Regions from separate parts of the Mus musculus genome. Here region 1 is linked to region 2. A link is a contact called in public Hi-C data. All regions are on one chromosome and are shown on one strand. The core of a region is the stretch at or near the end of the contact, and the rest is flanking DNA. Distances in the headings are between cores, read along the strand shown.

What was found. Hi-C and Micro-C count contacts between places; a contact is called where the count stands out from the background.
Region 1: a contact with region 2 is called in a Hi-C map of adipose-derived mesenchymal stem cells, with 2.1 times the contacts expected there. The contact joins two enhancer-like sites. A contact is called at or near these places in 5 of 484 Hi-C or Micro-C datasets (CD4 T cells, adipose-derived mesenchymal stem cells, bone marrow-derived macrophages and 2 more) and 3 of 115 datasets of contacts at active chromatin or transcription factors (cardiomyocytes, fibro-adipogenic progenitors and kidney).

What each region holds. Positions count from the first base shown.
Region 1 is chr7:74,834,052-74,839,779 of GRCm38.p6, reverse strand. The region is part of intron 2 of 0610006L08Rik (a long non-coding RNA gene); the gene reads left to right. Among named protein-coding and RNA genes, the nearest start is that of 0610006L08Rik, 17 kb to the left of the region's middle. Within about 2 kb of position 2,174, at least 7 of the 459 cell types and tissues checked have an H3K27ac peak or open chromatin away from gene starts, as enhancers often do. A contact at or near this core is called in adipose-derived mesenchymal stem cells, where this site is marked.
Region 2 is chr7:74,372,742-74,378,439 of GRCm38.p6, reverse strand. All of the region lies in intron 2 of Slco3a1 (solute carrier organic anion transporter family, member 3a1), which reads left to right. Among named protein-coding and RNA genes, the nearest start is that of Slco3a1, 180 kb to the left of the region's middle. Within about 2 kb of position 1,564, at least 80 of the 459 cell types and tissues checked have an H3K27ac peak or open chromatin away from gene starts, as enhancers often do. A contact at or near this core is called in adipose-derived mesenchymal stem cells, where this site is marked.

The sequences.
Region 1 (5,728 bases), core at 925-3,424, 460 kb before region 2:
CCAACACACACAGTCACACATACACATTCAGCACACAGGGCAGAACTTTCTTTGTTTTGTTTATACTTTAGAGTTGGCTAATAGTTAAAAATGCTTTAATCAAGAGTATATAATCAGTGGTAATTTGTATTTTAATAAATGAAATCAGAAATCCATCTTCAAGGGGAAACTATTGTAAGTCTTTGACTATCTTTAGAACATTTGCTGATTGGGGTGAAATGATGTTAAAATGTTTTTTTTTTTAATTGATGAGATGAATGACTGTGTGAAATTGCCTAGAAATAATTACACAGAAGCAGCTTCCATTGCATCTGTGGGTCACAAGGGTGCCCACCAGCCTGCATCTGCTTAGGATGCAGGAGTGTTGTCTTAGGTAAAAGGACCAATTATATTCTGTGCCCACAACCCCCTCTCACTTAAGATGGATTTCTTGTTTCGGCTTGATTTTTTTTATATTATAGTATTAAAATATAGTCTGCAACATCATTTCCTGACCTAATGAATACACACAGTTACACACAGAGAGATACACACACACATCTCACACACTCCACAAAAACAGCACATACACACACAAACATGGGATAGGTGTTTTGTTTTCTGCTGAGTCTTAACTTATCTTGTATATTTTCAATTCAATTCAATTCAATTCAATTCAATTCAATTCAATTCTACTATATCTTTCTTTTATAAGTTGCTGGCCAAACATCCCAACTTTATTTTATAGCACACTGATTATCTATAAACTCTAATCTGAAAAATTATAAAATAGAAGTATATTAGTCTAGTTGTCATTACTTATATACCCAAGGCTAATGTTATGAGAAAGAGGTTTACTAGCTTTCAGTCTGGGAGGCTGAAAGTGTAGCATGGTATATTGTGGGTTATATGGCCAAGCTTGCCCTTGGTAGAACTTTATAGTGCAGCACTTGAAGGAGGGAATGGCCATATGTAAGTTAGTGAGTTAAAGAAAGAACCTCTTTTATACCTATTATAAGATGAGATTTAGCAAATGGTTGCTTGAACTTAAAAACTCTCTCATCCTTAGTGATCTAATGGCGTTTAACTGGGCTCCACCTATTCCAGGTTCTACCATCTCCTAATAGGGTCACCATGGGAATCAAGCCTCCTGCCACAAAGGTTCTTGGCTGGGAGGACACAAACCATGGCAAGAAGACAACCAGCAACCTGGCCCTGAAATATTGTTATATTCTGTGGCTTTTTTTCTGTGGCTGAATAAAGATCCCAAAGCACAAACAATGGGCAACTCATTGAATTACAGAGCCATGGAGCAATGCTGTGGTTCAGTGTGTTAATAGTGTTTGTCTGCACCAGAATTGGGTCAGGGTCTTGTTTTCATTGTATCATAAAAGCAGAGAGTGAGGAGATGAAAGGAGCCTCCAGTGAATCACACCTCAGGATAGTTATAACTGCCATAGAGGACCTAATTATGTAAAACCTCATTGATATAGGTCAGCTTGTAAAGTGTTTGGTGTTTTAAGATGAAACACTATGAAGGTGTGTGGTAGGTTGAGTGGTTTACACTGCAATTTAGATCTACCCCAAATGTATGAGTATGACTGTTTGAAGAAAGAATCTTTACTGATGGGATTGAAAGAAAGGTCTTGAGGTAAGAGTCAACTCAACATATTTGGATAGGCCTCAAATTCAACGATCAGTGTCCTTGTCGGAAGAGCAGAGGGAAGGTTTGTAGTGTAAGAGAAGGCCACAGGAAAAGGGAGGTAGAGGTCAAAGTGTCCAAGCCACAAGCCAACCAACACCCAGGCCCACCAGACAGAGGAGAGGCAAGGCATGCATTTTTCTTTATAGTCTTCTGGTTTCTGTTCTCTAGAGTTTGGAGATAATAAATGCCTGTGGTTTAAAACTGGTATGTTCTTGGTGGTTTGTTATGGGCCCCAGGAATTGAGTGCAGGCATGATGCCGACAAAGACCTCAGAGTTCTTTATAATCAAGTGCTCAATCCCCAAGGCTATGATCTCACTCTGAACAAATGACTGAAAAACTATTGTAATTTTTCCAGTTTGTCTTGAGTTGGCTTTCAGGAAATAACAATCTTGCTTGGTTCAAAATATTTTGAAGCCTCACTCACCATCCCTGATGGCACCCAGCACTCAGCATTCCCCATGGCAACAGGCTGATTATGAACATGGAGACCTGATAACTTCATACAACTGGGAGGAAAGGGCTTTTAAAGGAAGGAATGAGCAGATGGGTGCGACCAGAGGAGTGGCTCTAAAAGGCTTTATTTTACTAAAGGTAACCATGGTTTAGACGCTAATGGAAGACTAAATATTGGGCTAGGAGGGAAAGGGGAGTCAGCTGCCTCGGGGTTTAGGGTTTGAGACAACATCCTCTTTCAGGTAACATGCAAAATAAGAGGAAAAAAAGCAGCATCAAAATTTCATATTTACTCCAGAAAATCAAATTTAGTCTGAAAATCAGAGACACTCACATAGCTCTTGTAAATGTTTGGGAATCAGCTTGTGTACACATCTAACTTGTGTGTGTTAAAAAACTTCTGAGCAATTGTTATCCTCCCACAGACAGTTAATGGCAAATGTCTTTGTTTTAGCTTCAAAGATAATGCAGCACAGGTGTATATTCCAAAGCCAAATGATAATAGAAAAAAAATGGGTCACTGTATTTATTTTCAACAGTTCCAGTAACAGGATAATTTGATCATTTCTAATGAATCATTAAATCAGAAAGGTTGCAAAATAGCATGCAAATTGTATATGCAAATTACCTTTGATAACACCAACACTCAGTTGCCTCTGGAATCTAATAACATGAATGTTTTTGGTTTGCCTGGAAGCATTTATTTATAAGAACCAACATGAAAATGGCATTTGCATAAAACTTAAGTGCCTTGTGAGACAGTCTCCAGGTGACCTTGTTACCTTCTGTGGCCACTTCCACAGAGCTTTGCTTATGAAACAGTTCTATTCAGTTAGAGTTCCAACTTTTCCTTTTACATATTTGTTTCTGTTTTAAATATTTATTTATTTATTTATTTATTTATTTATTTATGTATATGTCCAAGCTATTTGCATGTATACCTTCATGACAGAAGACAGTATCAGACAGAAGAGGCCATCAGATCCCATTACAGGTGGTTATAAGCCACCATGTGGCTGCTGGGAATTGAACTGGTCTCAGAACTTCTGGAAGAATAGCCACTGATCCATCTCTTCAGGCCCCTTTTAAATAAACACACACACACACTTAAATGCACAAATCTATTTTTAGGGCTTAAGATGGATCTGAGTAAGTGAATCTATTTAGTAAGGGAAGAGGAATGCAAGACAGAGTGAGCTTGGGGTGTGGGTGTATGGGGTGTGGAGCACCCTTTCAGAGGAAAAGAGGAGGGAGGATGGCATGAAGAACTCTTGGAGGGGGGACTTGGAAGTGGGGAATATTTGTAATTCAAATAAATAAAACAATAAATAAAAGGAAGGGCACTTTCAAAAACAAAACAAAACAAAACAAAACCCAACAACAACAACAAAGAACTTAGGCAAAACTTGGGACCAGATTCAGACTGACCAGTCATCGAATCAATCGCTGTGAGAACCAGTGGAGGGATGTTGAACGGAGCAGTCCTTCCCTGTTGTGTAGGATTTTAGGGGAAAGAGACTGTCTACAGAGGAAGGGGCAGTTGTACATTCATTTGCTGTTCTTTCAGAGGACCCAGGATTAATTCTCAGAATTCCCGTGGTGTAGCTCCAGTTCCAGGGAATCTGATGCCCTCTTCTGACCTTTGTGGGCACTAAGCACTCATTTGGTACGCATATATACATGCAGGCAAAATACTCATATCTATAAAATAAAAAAATTACAAAATAGAAAAATAGTCAAGTGTACATGCTGTCATTCCAATATGATACCAACTACTAGACATGTACAAGGATACACTTAGACAACTGAAAAAAAGCATAAAGAAAGTCCACCCAGCCAGCCACCGGTGTGTGCATTGCTATATTTCTAGAAGATGGAATTACTAGGAAGATAGAAGCAAAGTAAAAATTTATACACAGATGTTGTTTCGTACTTGCCCAGACATTCATTTTTTTATTTGTATATATAAAAATTATATATGTTTTGGTGATACCGGTTCGCTAAAAAAGATGAATGTTTAGAGTTAGGCTAATCCACTGGGGTAGAAGAGTTCCTGACAGTTTTACAACAATGGCTGCTATGAGATACTGGATTCCTTTAGTAGCATAAACAAACAGCTATGCAGAAGAGCTAAACAGAGAGCAGAAACCACAGTTCTTAGGCAGGGTTGAAGGGACTGTCAAATGTTCTCCTTTCTTATGGTACATCAGCTAACCTCACCCCACCCCAAGGGATCGCTTGTCTCCTTTGGTCTTTTTGTTTTCAATCCTGAATTGCATGCCAGCTCTAGCTAATTTATCCAAGGAAGTTCAATTTGGGAGATTTTTAAAAAACTTTGTCTCTTGATAAATAATTCCTTCATTGAAATACTCCTCCCACTCACAAGAAACAAAATATACTCAACTACAAAACTATTTAAATGCTATTACTCATAGATATTATTTCATTCAATGCAATAACTTATCTAGCAGTGTTCTCAATTTCAGAATAGCTAAATTCTGTTGTGTTTTTGCTGTGCAATTTTCTCATCCGTAAGGTCAGAATATTTCAAAATTGTACCTTGCCTCAACCACGAGCTCTTGGCAACACCATACCATAGTATGTGAGAAAAACATTTCTAAGTGGTCCACACATTTATCCATGTGAAGTCTCATTCTAAAACTGAGCCTCTAAGGGAGTGTCTATAGAAGTTAGACACATATCTAAATGAAGTTTGAGGATTTGGAACTTCAGGGAATTAAAGATGGGTGGACTGACCAGTGAGTGGAACACAACTTCTGTTCCATTCCAATTGCGCAGGACCTGAGACTGCATTAGGGAAGCACCTTGGGCACGGAGTCGGTGGACCCCCCCCCCCCAGGTCCCTAGAGGACTCTCCACACAATCTTACGACCACAGGTGAGTGGAACACATCTTCTGTTCCAATCCAATCATGCGGGACCAGCATTAGAGAAGCAAAAAAACTGGCCAGACCAGGGTCACGAGTCCCTTCCGGTCAGCACCAGCACCAGGTCACCTTGGGTGCAGAGTCGGTGGACACCCCAAGGTCCCTAGAGGACTCTCCACGTAATCTTGTGACCACCGGTGAGTGGAACACAACTTCTGTTCCATTCCAATCTTGTAGGAGCTGAGACAGCATTAGGGAAGCAGTAAACCCGGCCTGACCAGGGTCACAAGTCCCTTCAGGTCAGCACCAGCACCGGGTCACCTGGGTGAGGAGTGGGAGGACACCCCCAAGGTGTCCCTAGGGGACAGCTTCTGAGGCAGACCCCGTTTCAGGCTCCAGACATCCAGGAACCTTCCCTGCCAGAGGACAGATGTCCTCCCTGCACAGGAGGGCTTTGCCAGAGCACCTGGGGAAGCCAGTTTGGTTCCCGGATCCCTTCGAGACTAGTCTGCGCAGGTGAGAGTGTGGACTACAGAAGCTAACAGCTTCTGGGACAGGCCCTGTTTCAGGCCTTCATCTACTGCTAGGAGGCAGGTCAGAACACCAGATATCTGTGCACCTTCCCTACAAGAGGAGAGCTTGCCTGCAGAGAGTGCTCAGACCACTGAAACTCAGAGGAGAGAGCTAGTCTCCCAGGTCTGC
Region 2 (5,698 bases), core at 315-2,814:
CACTCTGGCCCTAACTATCCACCCCCAGGCTGCCTGCTAACAACACTGCTGTGCACGCTCAGATGGGTGAGTGTATTTGAGTTACAGATGTGGGAAGCTGATGTCTTCGGCTACAGTAGCATGATGCTGAAAGAAAAAAAAAAACAAAGCCCTCAGGGAGTTAGAATTAGACCTTTGCTGTTCAGCAAACTGGGTACCTATCACAAACCATGGGAATCCCAATCCGTCTCCCACCCAACCTTCAAATATGAATCTACTACTTACTGCTTACGGCGCTACTTACTCCATTCTGTTTTCCTGTTCAGAAAAAGGGAAGTGAGCTCCAAACCTAATTAAGATAGTGTTTAAGCCTTGGAACTAAACTCATTCACAAACCAATTGCACTGGGGCTCTGAGCCTTGTCTGGCCACCCCACGTTGTACGTGTGGTTCAAATTATGATCACTTATCATTAATTCTCTAGTTTAAGGACTGGAGAAGGCTTTTAAGAGTTGACTCCGCCGCTCCCCACGCTCGGTCGGATCACAAGGCTCCAGGCAGTTTGCAGTCAGCGCAGAGGCTCCATCCAGACTGAAGCATGTCTCAGAACACGCTCCTCTATAATTAACAGCTGCAGGCGCTTAGAATGTTCTGTCTGTGTGGCATCATCTGCCCTGTTCCTTGGCTGTCGGAGCTAGAAAGCTGGAGGATCCAGAGCCTCCTTTGAGTTCCCTATTCTCTGCCTTCCCCTCATTAGGGTTTGGACGTAGTGTATCTACACTTACTCGCCACGTCCCTCCTAACTGTGTAGCTGAGAAGACCCAGAACCTTCTGAGCCTCACCTGTCCCATCTGTATCGCACTGTATCTCCAACCTGCTTCGCATGGCAGTTCCTTGGAATCCAACCCTTACTTTAAGACTTATACTCAGAGTCAATCCTACTGGGTATTATTGAAACACAGTTATTGCAGAGGTCACAGATTACCGAGTCTATGCGCTGAATCAGGGGTTTTCCCTCAGGGACATTTCTACCCGCCTAGGGATAACGGGAAACCTCTGGGCAGTTTGGGTTATCAGGGCTTCAGGAAGAGAGTCCACCTAAGTACCTGAAATACCCAGGACAGCATCCTACCCAATCCAGGAATTACTTAGCTTTTGATAGCTGGGGCTCAGAGGTCCTGACCTAAGGAAACTAACCCAGATGTACATGCAGGTATTTTTGATGCAATGTGATAACAGTTTGAGAACTGGTGCATACAGAGGGCGGAGACTCTGTGGTTCTCAGTGAGGGGTCATCTCCCCTGTCCTTCGATCGATGCTGTACTGCAATATCTGAGGAAGAAGTCATTGGCACTCACAATTTTGTTTTGTGAGAGCAGTGTTATCCCATGCATACAGATCTGTCTAGTGATCCTGCAAGACCCAGTTCTCAGTTCCGATGCTTCCCCATCAACATCCACACCTAGATGAAAGGCTCCAGGTTAAAGGGACTCCAGGGTAGGAGCCCAGCCGGCTAGGGGAAGAGGCATCCCTCAACCATGAAAATTCCTTTGCGTTTGCCTTCGCTGCTGAGATCTGCTGGGGAAGTTATGAATGAGTCACTATGAATCATTGGGGAATGCCCTCCCCGGAGCGACTGTGCTGGAGAATCCACACAGAAATCTGTCGTGTCTTTTCCTGCCTCTCTCCCCAAAGACTGCAAATAAAGCCAGAAGTCGTTAACGTGACTAGAGCTATAACTTTATACTGTTAAAGTAAGAAAAGTAAAGAATGCTAAAAGCAGCCAAATAGGGTGGATTCTTGCTCAGATTCAAGAAGGGCAGAGTACAGTGAAGACTCAAGACATTGTGCTGTGTGGGCATGAGGCTCATTCAGAGCCAGCTGCTCTCCAAGCGTGTCATCCTCTGCCCCCAGCGAGGTGAAGGCAGAGTGGAAAGATCACATGGCCTTTGATTCACAAAACCAGAATTATCACACCACTGGCTTTCCTTGGCTTAGTGGTCTGCAAAGGGAGTTTTGGTGGTAACTCCCACCACTGTTTCGGGATACAGTAAGTTAAGGCCATGAAAGCTAAGCAACCATTCAGAATTAACATTAGGTGTCAGGGCATGAGAGCATCAGTGTGTCTTTCCTGTAAACAGGGCATCCTGCAGTATTTACAGCTGAAATGATGTCTGGGATGGGCACCAATATTCCACAGGATAAGAGGAGCAGGGGAAAGTGATAGGACAGTGAGCACCCATTGATGTTGGCTATGGATAGGGATGGGTATCTAGACATTCACTATGTAGTCTGTGCTGATTAGGGTTAGGGTCCCTCCCAGTCTGCCCACACATGGAGCTCTGCTCTCTGAGAACTCACCTCCCTACTCAGAGAGGGCCAACACAGAAATCTGGGAGTTAGGCATCCAACACTTCTAAACCATTTTCTGGGAACTGGCTAAGAACTGTGGAAAGGAACAAGCAAGCTGGGGGACTACTGAGGTGAAAGATGAGCTTAAGGCAGGGGGCCATTGCAATCAGTGTGTTAGACTGAGCGGGACCTGGAGGACCTGGTATTCATAGAGATGGAAGAGAGAAAAACAGCCCAACCCTAATGCTCTTGTCTGTCCCAGGCCCTTTGCCCCATCCCTGGGGTGTGAGACATAGGTGGAGTAGCTCTGATCTTGGGGCATCTCCCAGTCTTCTGGGCTACAGAAGAGGGAACACAGAGTCCTCTCAGTTGGAAGGGATTCAGAGGACAGGGCGGAGGACTTTGGAACTGGCGAAGTAAAGGCACTTACACACCCCCTTTAGCCTTTAACAAAACACAAGTCAGAGGCAGAGTGTGGCAGTAAAGTGCTGTACATCTCTGTAGCTCAGAAAAATGCCCCGTGGTGTGAGGTTACACAGGCTAAATGGCGGCTCCAAGTAGCCATCCTGATGGAAGTGTCTAGGGTGGCGTTGAGGGTCGCTGTGACTATTCCTTGGCTGCCTATGGGTTCTGTTTTGGCCCTAATGTTTCAGTTGTGAGTTCTGAGAATCTGTCACTTTTCCCATCTGGCTTCAGAAGCCGAGCCTGTACCGGTGCCTCTTTCCTGGCATATGAATGTATCTCGGGTGTGATTTGGGGACTGAGTGTGATGCACTTTGACCCCTCCTACTGAGTAACATGCTTGGGAACCAGGAGGCTCTTTCTTTTTTTTTCAACTGCCAGGGTAAGTTAGGGACACAAGCCAGCTCTTACTTACGACAGCCGCTCTTCCCCCCCCCCCCGCACCCCCCCCCCGCCCCTGTACAAATTGGCTGAGCCAGAGGGCAGGGCAAGTACTCCTCAGTTTTCTTCCTGAATTCTGATAGCTTTTCAGTTCACTGGTAAGCTTCAAAAGGTTTTAGAATAGTGCAAAATAAAAGTGTTTTGAGAGAAACGAGGAACACCAATCCTAAATAGTATAGCCACCTCTATTAGGTGTTAGTCAGTAGCTTGTCTTGATGCTATGACAAAATGCCCTAACCAAAGCAGCTTAAGGAAGAAGGGGTTCCTGCTGCTCGTAGTTAGAAGGTCCAGTTCATCACTGCAGGGAAGGCATGATAGTGGGAACATGGGGCAACTTGCTACACAGTGCTCACAGACCAGAAGCAGAACACCATGGCCGCTGGTCCTCAGCTCATTTCCTCCTTTTTAGCTGGTCCAGGACTCCAGCCAATGAGATAGTGCTGCTCATAGGGTGGATCTTGTCAATTCAATTAACTCAATCTGGAAACTTCTCCACAGACAGACTTGCCCAGAGGCAGGAGCCCACGGTGATTCTAGGTTCTATCAGGTTGATAGTAGATGTTATCCAACACAAGGATGGTTTGTTTTGTCTTGGTCTTTGTTGTTCCTTCACTAGATTTTCAATTATATTCTTAGAAGGTGATTTATCATTGTTTACTCCAGCTTGGTTAACAATAACTTTTTTGTGCCTCTGTACTGGATATAAGTAAATGGAAGACCTGAGAGTGAAACCAGTGAGGATGATGGCCTCCAAATTTCAGCATTGGATGGGTGGATGAGATGGGTGGATGGACTACAAAAGGGTGGATAGACAGACGGACAGACAGACAATAGATAGATAGATAGATAGATAGATAGATAGATAGATAGATAGATGATAAATATTGATACGTAAAAAGATATGTGGATATAGAAATATAGATAGATACAGATATAGATGATGCAGTATAGATTGAGCGTGTCACAAGTTACCATAGTAACTTGGAGCAATAGAAATTCATTATCTCATGTGTCTAAAGACCAGAAGAAACCTAAAGTCATGGCAACAGGACCCATTCCCTCCAAGGGAGAACTTTCTATACACATTGGATTTAGATAAGTTCAGGCATTCTTGATTTGTGGATGCTTCCAGAATGTCTCTTTTTCTCCTTCTGTCTCTTCTTTGATTCTATATGAAGGATTCTTGGATCCTAGGGCTGAATGGGTTAACCCATGATAATCTGACCTTCAGATTCCTAACATGATTATACATGAAAAGATATCAGCTCCTTCAGCTGTATCCATTCATTCAACTCCTTCTCCCCACCCCCTGCTTGGGAGCCTCAGCTTCAAGGATTCCTGTATGAAACTCAAGCTTTGAAGGGGAGGTTTGGGAGGCTTCGAATTGAAGTCCTAGGCTAGGAAATGGGCCAGGGCAAGTGAGAGTGGTGAGCTTGGGTACGACAGTATGGCATTTATGTCTAAGAAAAATAAAATGTTGTCTGTGCCACTCTATGTGTGTGAGAGAGGTTGAAATAAGATCAACAAACCTAGAACATAATCAAGGCTCTTTGTTCCAGGTTTAACTGAATGTCTGGGAACCAAGTCACCCCTGGCTGAGAGCCATTGCTCTAGACTTTAAGAATTTCATTGTAGGCAACCTGTTGAACACCAAAGCTTTCTAGCCATTCTTCTTCTTAAAATCAAAAATAACAAGAGGCTGTGATTGCTGCCTGCCTGGACTTTGAGATGGGAGGCACCCACAAACCCACAGAGTCCTGTATGAGAGCCAGACAGTTTTGTACAACCAGCTCCCCGCTTCCTGTCTCCAAGCAGAGTCTGACGTGGTTTTTTAACGTAAGGAGGCTTGTATGGGAATTCCCACTCCTGTTATGTTCCCAGGTGGGCCCTGGAGACACCTGCCCACTGTCAAGGGAACATTGTGTGGTCCAAAGGTCTGCCAGGTGTCCTGTGCAGCCAACTTCCTGACCCATGGCCTCCCCTAGAACATGCCTGGTAGTGAGGCATTCAGTAGCCTTTGGACACTCTATTCACGTGTATCCAAAGTGTCTGGTCATCTGCCTTGTCGTAACTAGATCAAGCATCTAATTTTGGGTTGTGCAGAGAAACCCAGAGTTCTTGTTCCCCGTGATGGCATTTTGGCCATGTCTCCTGCCCATTCTTTTGAAGGCTGAACCTTCTGTCCCTTCACTTGGTGCATGCATGTCTTCTATAGCCCTCTCTCTCCTAAGTCCTTGTCCAGAGGATAAGCCATTGTGGCAATGGCCCTATCTCAGTGACATATGGCTTTTCATGTGAGATCAAGGGGCCCACTCCTTGCCCCAACTCTGTCAATGCATCAAAATTGCATTGGAGTTCGGGATAACTGCTTCTCTGACTGGGTTGTATTCCAAGACTGTTGTCTAATGAAACCCTCCCTACCTGGAAGCTCTAGTGCCCCATACTTTCACCAGCCTGTCCGCAAA